Linked DNA regions of Drosophila melanogaster: region 2 is linked to region 1. Evidence: chromatin contacts called from public targeted proximity ligation data. All regions are on one chromosome and are shown on one strand. The core of a region is the stretch at or near the end of the contact, and the rest is flanking DNA. Distances in the headings are between cores, read along the strand shown.

Evidence for each region.
Region 2: a targeted proximity ligation map of the Kc167 cell line shows a contact between it and region 1, with 2.6 times the contacts expected there. A contact is called at or near these places in 2 of 107 Hi-C or Micro-C datasets (the Kc167 cell line and wing imaginal disc) and 1 of 7 datasets of targeted methods (the Kc167 cell line).

The regions. Positions count from the first base shown.
Region 1 is chr3L:16,952,764-16,956,996 of dm6, reverse strand. Ogdh (Oxoglutarate dehydrogenase) reads right to left here and starts at 2,175. Exons shown (of 13, transcript NM_168704.4): 1 at 1,954-2,175; 2 at 1,455-1,669. It overlaps Cpr73D (Cuticular protein 73D), which reads left to right. Exons shown (of 5, transcript NM_001316452.1): 2 at 1,465-1,671. Obp73a (Odorant-binding protein 73a) reads right to left here. Exons shown (of 4, transcript NM_001347747.1): 4 at 2,055-2,117. The coding sequence ends at 2,055.
Region 2 is chr3L:17,349,837-17,354,069 of dm6, reverse strand. It overlaps CG7692, which reads right to left and starts at 2,248. Exons shown (of 7, transcript NM_001316448.1): 1 at 1,491-2,248; 2 at 826-938; 3 at 333-759; 4 at 27-277. The coding sequence starts at 912.

The DNA of each region.
Region 1 (4,233 bases), core at 926-3,425:
ATAATACATTCATAGAACTTGTTTATCACATAATACCAAAGACAACGAGAAACAATATTAAAATACAAAATGTTTGTATATCTAAAAGATTTCTCAACTCAAATTAAATTTGGTACACTATCCAGAATCACATCTTAACAATTTCTTAACATATTTTTCACAGTGCATTTAATAGGTCAAGCGCAAGTGAATTTGTGCGTGTATCAATTACCTTTCCGCTAATCAATAAAGTTTCAAGTTCACACACCAGACACAACCATTTACCTTGATGCGAGTGCGAAATTAATGAACACTCAAGAGGCACCGATCATTAGATACTCTTAGTTATTTTAGAATTGTTGTATTTTATAGTATTTAATAGTTTAACTTTCTATCGAAAAAAATGTATAATGTAGAAAGTTATATAAAAAACTATTATTTGGTTTTTGTGGCAAAATGTAAATTTTAATGTTGCTCTAAAAAATAGCGGAAATGGTAATTTGACTATCGAATGATAACTATGTAGATATCAGTGTACCAATTAGTCTAAGACTGAATAAAAGCTATTATCGTAGTTGGCGTAAAACATTAAATTGCCATGATACCCTATAAAAGGGTATAAGAAGGCAAGAGAGACGCACTCAGTGGGGTTTTGCATTCCATTAAAAAAAAACCCTGGACGAGCCCCCTCTAGGCGAAGAAGAAGAAGAGCGGTCCAAGGGCATGAAGTAATTGCGGAGCGGGGTGCGAGGGGGAGGTAGAGGTTCCGTAGTACTATAATACTTTTGTGGTTACTATTCCCGATCTGGGGCCTTTGCAGCCGACTTATGATAGGTTGTGGCAGATGATCCACATCCGTCAGCAGAAAAAAATAACTAGTTGTGCTGCCCCAGACAATGCGGCCGCGCGCTTTCTTTGCGGTTTGCTGTTGCTATTGCCATTGCTTTTGATTGATGATTCATTGGGCGGCGGGGAGAAAAGCACACGCGGCACTCGGTCAATTGCGTCATCAATGCGGCAAGTTAATTTTACAAAAAACCACATGTGACGTCGCCGACGTCGCTTGTTTTGCATTGCGAAATTTCACTTTTCATTTGGGGCGGCCGGCGCAAGCGCTTTTCCGCCGACGAGACGCCCACCTGCACTTTTCCAATTATATAAGAACAGTCCTTGAAATTAAATGGGGAAAAACGTTGGAAAATACCAATCAAATGCCTGCTAAATGCACTTTTTAGAAAGGGGAACACGCGGCAGTGTCTCATTGATCGCTGAAACGATGATGGTAATTCCTGGAATTCCACATGATGCAAAAGCGGACCTCGAATGTGGGACAAGTGAAAAGCACGCGAAATGCGAGTTTTCCGCTGAATCCAGTACTAAGTCTAAATGGACCATAGCCCCGCAGACTTTTTGCAAATTAACGCACATGATTTGATTATTTTTACACTAAACTTGCTTAAAGTTTAAATATTTACGTTTTTACAGCCGAAAACTTTTGCGTTAGTGGTGGGACTGTTAATGCTAGCGCACGGCCTGGACTCTCAAACATATCGAAACGCTATCGTTTTGTGCCAGATATCGATTATTTTTACAGTTTTGGTGAGCGGTAACACTAGCATACAGAGCTTATTCCTATGCGACTGCAGATGGCGCCACTGTGGAAGATCATGAAAGGCGCGATGTAAAAAGTCTGTAAGTAATATGTAAAGAATTCAAAATTTTTCCGTAATCTACTTAAACCATTTGATACCTTTAATTTAATAATATAGGTTCAAGATATTATTATTATTATTATTATTTTATTATTATTATTTTTTTGTAACCACGATTGGGTTGACTTCTGCTTGACACTTTTCCATTTTGAATATCCGTGAAATCATATCAAGTTATTTAAGAAACATTGAAACGAAATTTTCAAAAGAAAAGCGAGAAACATATGTTTAGTAATTTCCAACAATGTTTGAAGCCACCTACATTGTTTTTCTCAGGAATAGTCGCAATAGTCGCGGCCTGACACAAAAACTGGAATTCAACTTGCACTAAACCATTTAATTGCTACGCACACTAGACAGAGACTAATATCTGCTGTATTGATCCAGACAGTAGCCGGTAATTTGGTCCGATATACAGTCAAAGACATTGTAAAATCCCAAATAAGAAGACTTTACTCGTTGAGTTTTTGTAAGAAAACTGATTTTATTTGGAAATATCTTCGGTTTAAATAGGTGACATGAGAATCGCATCTTAAAGTAAATGGCCTACGCAGAGGCCTACGTAAATAGTCCCCGCCTTATCGAGGTCCCACGCTCGGGCACATCTGCCTATCTTGAGCGGCGAGGACCTTATCTGTGGTCTCCCACTAAGGGACTATTTTAGGAGGCGGGGAACGATCTCAAGTGACTGACTCATGTAGTGTGCACTTAAATTACATGTTTTTGAGCAATGCACCCATGTCGCCTTAGATAACAAAATCCTAAATATAATTTATCGCTCTCGATTCATTTACATAAGATATGAACGGAGCCCAAAATTGTAAGTCTTTAAATATATTCGTGTTCATGTGTGAACATTCTGCCAAAGGGCCAGCAAAGCTGAGATGTACATTAGTATATTAGTTGCATTTATAACAGTAGTGGACTGTATTTATTTGATATATGTTCATTTATTTTGCAACTAAGATTTCAATGGGCCTAGTTTTTCTGGCTTTTAATTTTATTGGATTACAATTATGGTTTATATTATTTTTAATTCAACAATTTGTACTTAATTAACTTATTTTAAACATTTTGCTTTTTCTATGTAGAAGTACATTTTCTATTAGTGGACTGTATATTTTTATTTGTTATATTATTTTATTGTTTATTTACTATTGATATTTATAGTACTGGCAACGGACCTGCAAAGGTTATTGCTTGCATTCTTTGTTGCACAGCACATTTCCGTATGAAATATATTATTAATACTATCATTAGTATTAAAGCAATAATTAATCCAGCATGTCCGGAAATATGATGGAAATGTAAATCTTTCAATTTTTGATGGTTCTCTTTCATAAATTTAATTTCATTATTCAATCGTTCAAATTCCTCAGTATGATTTAATATTGATAGTTTCAGCGGATCCCAAATAATCTTCGGCACTCCACTAACTTCTCCTATATAAGGTGTTGATAATAATTCTTCACTTTCGGACTGAATGTTATGGTGGGCAACTAGAATTTTATCGTCGGTTCTTGCCGTACAATATGGCGCAATGCTTAAAACTCCTTGCTGAGGCAAATCAAACAATTCAATTTGAGAGCCAGTACATTGCAGACGGACTTTTGAATTCGCAGGAACCTTAAACAACCAACTACTTTTCTTTTCTAACTCTACCCAGTAACTTTTAGAGTCGACTACTGTTTTATAGATGCAGTTCGCCGCTTTATCTGGCTTTAGAGGCTGAATCTCACATGCATTATCATTCGCTGAATTCCAGGGCCAACTTCCTTTGCATATTCTCTTATTTAGTTGCCATTTCTGACATTGATTTAATGTGGCTTCCGTCATTATGTGATAGGAATCTATCTCAAAATTATAAATTAAATATTCGGACGTTGTATGCACCATTATTATCCGATCTTCATTTCGAATTGGCACCGGAATAAGCCTGAACAATTTGGATGGATGCCTGCTAAACAGAGGCACTTTTGCACTAATGATCAATTTATCGTCGATGAATAAACCCCTGGCTGTTAACAGTGTATACACCTCCTTAAGTTCCGTACCTGACCGTTTTCCTGGAATTACTAGGTTCTCTGAAAGACTCTGCTGAATTTTGGCAATTTCTTTTTTAAGCTGATTTGGCCTGAGAATATTTGTATTTAGCCTACCGTGATTAATATCAATCAACAGGCTTATAATGCCTGCTTGAATTTTTTCGCCTTCTTCAATCAATGAGTGTAGCTGTTTCGTAATCATAAAGAATTTTATTGATTCCTTATAAACATAATAATTTTCTTTAAGAACTTCTGTCATGTTCTCAATTCTTATTTGCATACTTCTAAAATTGGAGTTAACATCTTCTGTTGTTCTCTTTAATAGATTAGAAGTTGAATCAACCACAGATGTTTGTTTTTGAATTAGTTTATCAAGGTTGTTCTGGTTATCTAACAAATTCTTCATATTTTCTTCTAATTGCTCTCTATCATCTTCATCCATTATACCAAATAAAATATGATACAAGGAACCCATAAATTCGAAAGGAGCACGCTTG
Region 2 (4,233 bases), core at 999-3,498, 400 kb before region 1:
TGTTGTATCATGTATGTTTTCCTTACCAAATTATCTATTACAAAGCCTCGATTTTCATCTCTTACAAAAACAGTCAAGAGGTATAGATGACCGATTAGTGTAATTGAGTTTTTATCCCCTTCAAAGGACACAAATTGATCATTTTCGTGTGCTTTCACCCAAGCAGCCAGCATCCGAAGCGCCAGCTGTTTCACGGCCTCAAAGTTGCCGGCATTAAAGAGCTGTATTAGCCGCAGCAGGGCCAGAGATATCCCTTCCTGTATCAGGAAAGCAACTTCTAAGAAATTGACTATGATTAGATAAATCCTTCGGGAAAAATAGTAATTGCTTGCCTTCTCCTGATGCCGCAGGAACTGGGTGCTCGATGGCGTGGTGTTTGTTCAGCTTCAGGTTAAGGAATAGCTGCTGCAGGTAGGGCAGGCTCCAGGGCCTTGTCTGGAACTGCAGAACGTACGACCAGTTGAAATTGGCCAGTTCACCAATCTGGTAGAACGACGGCACCGCTTTGGTGAGGCTGTAGAGCAATAGTTGCTTAAGGCCTTCGGAGCAGGTCTTCCACTCCTGGCTAAACCAAATCAGCAGCGAGTGGTGCGCTAAAACCCGCACCATGTGACGCAGCGCTGGGTCCTTTAAGGACTCGGAATCCCTGGTGGGCAGATGGCACACCTCCCATCCGTAGATTAACTGCGACAACCGGTCATTGCCCATTAGCTCAAACACATCCACATCGCTGTGCGCATTGCAGAATACAAACATTTTCTGTAGATCAAGATTTAAGCCATTAAAACAGGGAGTTCAGGATATATGTCCAAAGCGTGTCCTTACCGCCGAGAACTCATCGTACTCCAGTTTCTCCGCACAATCCAGGAACTTTTCTGCATCGTGCACATCCTGAGAAAATATTAGATCCATTCCGCAGTACCTAATTCATGACAATCCTGCGAAAAGTCGATTTGTTTTTCAGCCGGCTTGTACTTAGTTTTATTTAGCTTGCAACAGCTGACGCCGATTACCGTAAGTGGATGGTTTTAAACATAGTGGCAGCGCTATCTCGAGGTTCATGTACTCGCTAAACCACGAGACTAGCTGTAATTGCTGAATGGGGAAGGTGAACTCGCTAGGGCCATTGTTGCCAACTTAAATTTATCTCGCAGGCAAAAGTAATTGAACAATACATTTGAAAAAAATACAACAAAAATATATGCACTTTGTAAATGCAATAAGGAATGGAATTTTTTTTTAGCTATATATATAATCGATATTTATTCCTATGGTTGACTTTATTTTAATTTTTTTATATTATCGTATAAGTATGATCAACGTACATACATACGTATAAACGTATGATATTACAAATTTTTCAATGTAATAAAAATTCTAACGTAGTAAATATTCCATAGTTGAAATCCGTTTCTTTGCATTTGTACATATAGAAATTGTCCTGATACTATGTTAGGAAAAGGAAACCAGCTTCCTTTTGTTAAACTTACCTTAAGTCCCTTTCAACAGACCTCGCATTCCTCTCGAAGATCGAAATTTCTGGAAACTTTCTAAAAACACGAAAAACGCGACGAAAACTTACCCGGGCGAAAACACGCGGATTTTTTATATGTATATTAACTGCTTGGTTGACTACCAACAAAAACTGAACACGTGTTCATCTATAAAATAATTAAATACTCAGTTATGAAATTGATTTTGTATAAAAGTAATGAAACAGCTAAAATGTAATTAACTTGTTAATTATGAAACCACTCAGATATGTACAACATTCGATTCATGAACAGGACATTTTGGAAGATTTGCCAAATTATTTGCCATCTTGAAAGCTGGGACCACCTATGAATGCACGTGCGACGAGCACATTTGTAGGCCCTGATAGAACATAACCTAGACTACTGCGGAAAAAGAAATTGTTCACAACGCGCAGAGCAGCAAAAGTTTAGATGCCGTCGCCAAACCACTTTTATCATCAATTGCCACATCTGAACTGCCAGGAGCGAATTTTTGAAGGAATTCGAAGCAGCAACATGGGAGCTACAAGCACCACGATGCGGCCACTAGGATGGCAATGTGCAACCGGACTGAAGCAGCAAAAAGTCGGAAAAAAACTCTGGGAATTGTATCAATATTGATCTGATGCTTTAGGCTATTGGTTAAACATTAAGTGCAATCGCAAATTATTCACTACAATACCGGACTGACAAATGATTTTGTATTTAAATTGGAACTGGTGAACTTCGACGAGAATGAAACGCAACTAACCAATTTTCTTATTGAAGTGACGCGATAATTATTGAAATGACAAGCAATTAACATATAAGCCTATCGATATACAGTCTTGAGAAGCACATAAAGACATCTTAAGGTGCGACATTGAAATCTTTCAAAATTACCATCACTTAATATGTAGAAAAATAATTGTTATAATGATTTTTCAAGGGAATTTGGCCTGACTTATAAAACACGAAAAATAAATGCACATGTGTTATGAGAAATTTGGCTTGCTTAGAAATTCGAAACCAATAAGTACTCCAATACACCCACTATTCCAACGCAGTGATTTCTTGCACGGACATAAGAGTTCTGAAGCACGTTTGCCTTGACCCCGGGACATTGTGTTCCCCATGTCTTGCGAATGTCCTGGCTGCCCCGGCCTTTGTTGTCCAGATGGCATATGCAAAGTGCAAACAAATTATTATTAGCTGCCAACAGCGCCAGCTACATCATCTTCACAATGGAAGCACCGAGGGATTCCCACACAAATGTGGCGTCCAGGAGAACGGAAAAGGCGTTTGGTCAGGGCGGGGCTTCGCTGCATTCTCCCATTGTACGGCCAAAGTTCCGCCTTTAAGGCGAACCCATTTAATTCACTTTGTCACCATGCAAATGAAACATTAGTGGTGACGTATCCAAATGGATCGCTCAAAGGTCTCCGTCGGATGCCTGCAATTAGGCCAGACACGTAAATGGAAATGATTTACAATCGTTTGGGCGTCTGTTGCTTCTGTTGCTCCTGCTGCAATTCACTTACCATCAAGTGCACTGAGAAAAATCCCTTTCAGCATGGATAATATAAAAGGTAAATATTAAAAGAAATAATATTACTTTAATAACAGATATGTATTGTTCAATTTAATTTGCAACCAACATCCAATCTTCGTGTATTACCTTATGAATGTCCTTTTCTACGGTATAATTAATACTTTTTCATTTCTAAATAAGCACATTCCATCATCTATAAACATTTGATTTTCTCGCTAAAGAGCGTCATAATCGATCAAGTTTTTTATTAGTGCTGCGGAGGAACGGACACATGTAGCTGTCATCGGCGTTGAGAGTCGGCAGCGATTTATCAGTGGCCAAATCAATTAGTAACTACGTAGCTTATCTCCTGGATGGACGAACTCTGCAGCGCTCCAATGGTGCGGGTGCGGGTGGGGTCCCATGGCCCATTCATTATACGCACCGGCAGAGGAGTGTCATAAATATTCCCATCATCGTTTATTCGGCGTCCCATCAAATGGCCACAAATGAAAACCTGTTGATGTGCCCGCATAGAAAGCGATACGCTGCAACGCACACACACACACACACACACAACACAACACCACACAGCGCAACACACACTCCCACTTGACATCTTTGGGACGTCAGTTGTAATTGAAGAAGCTCTTTTTATCCTTCGTTTTTTAGCAACAAAACGAAGGAGGCGCTGTGTCGCCATAAATATTCATGAAGCACTAAAAGGGTTCTCCTCCGGATCCTAAGCATCCTGCTGTGGAGTCGCATTCAGGATGGAGCTGTGGGCATAGGTACATCGGTGGTTGGTAAGTGGCGAGAATCGTATTTGTGTTTGGTCAATTGCCACCCGGTGACAAAGAAATGCAATATGCAATATGCTGTCGTCAGTCGTTCCATTTGCTCCATTGTAAGTGTGCGGAGTGTTTAATTTTAAATGCCCCAAGGAGTGCGTGTACCTGAATTTGAATGAGTACAAGGCTCGGTTTCCCCAGGGGATCGACAATGGTCTCCGCCATTGTCGGATGGTGGGAGTCAGAGCAAACAATCGCGCATGTGTGCCCTAAACTTGGGGTTTCTCCTCACTCACCCACACACACACACGCACACACACATTACGCTCGCTTACACTTACACTTATACTAACACGTACCCCGCTAAGTAGGCAACACACTTTTCGGCCACTTCCGTTGCACAAACGACAGTCGACAA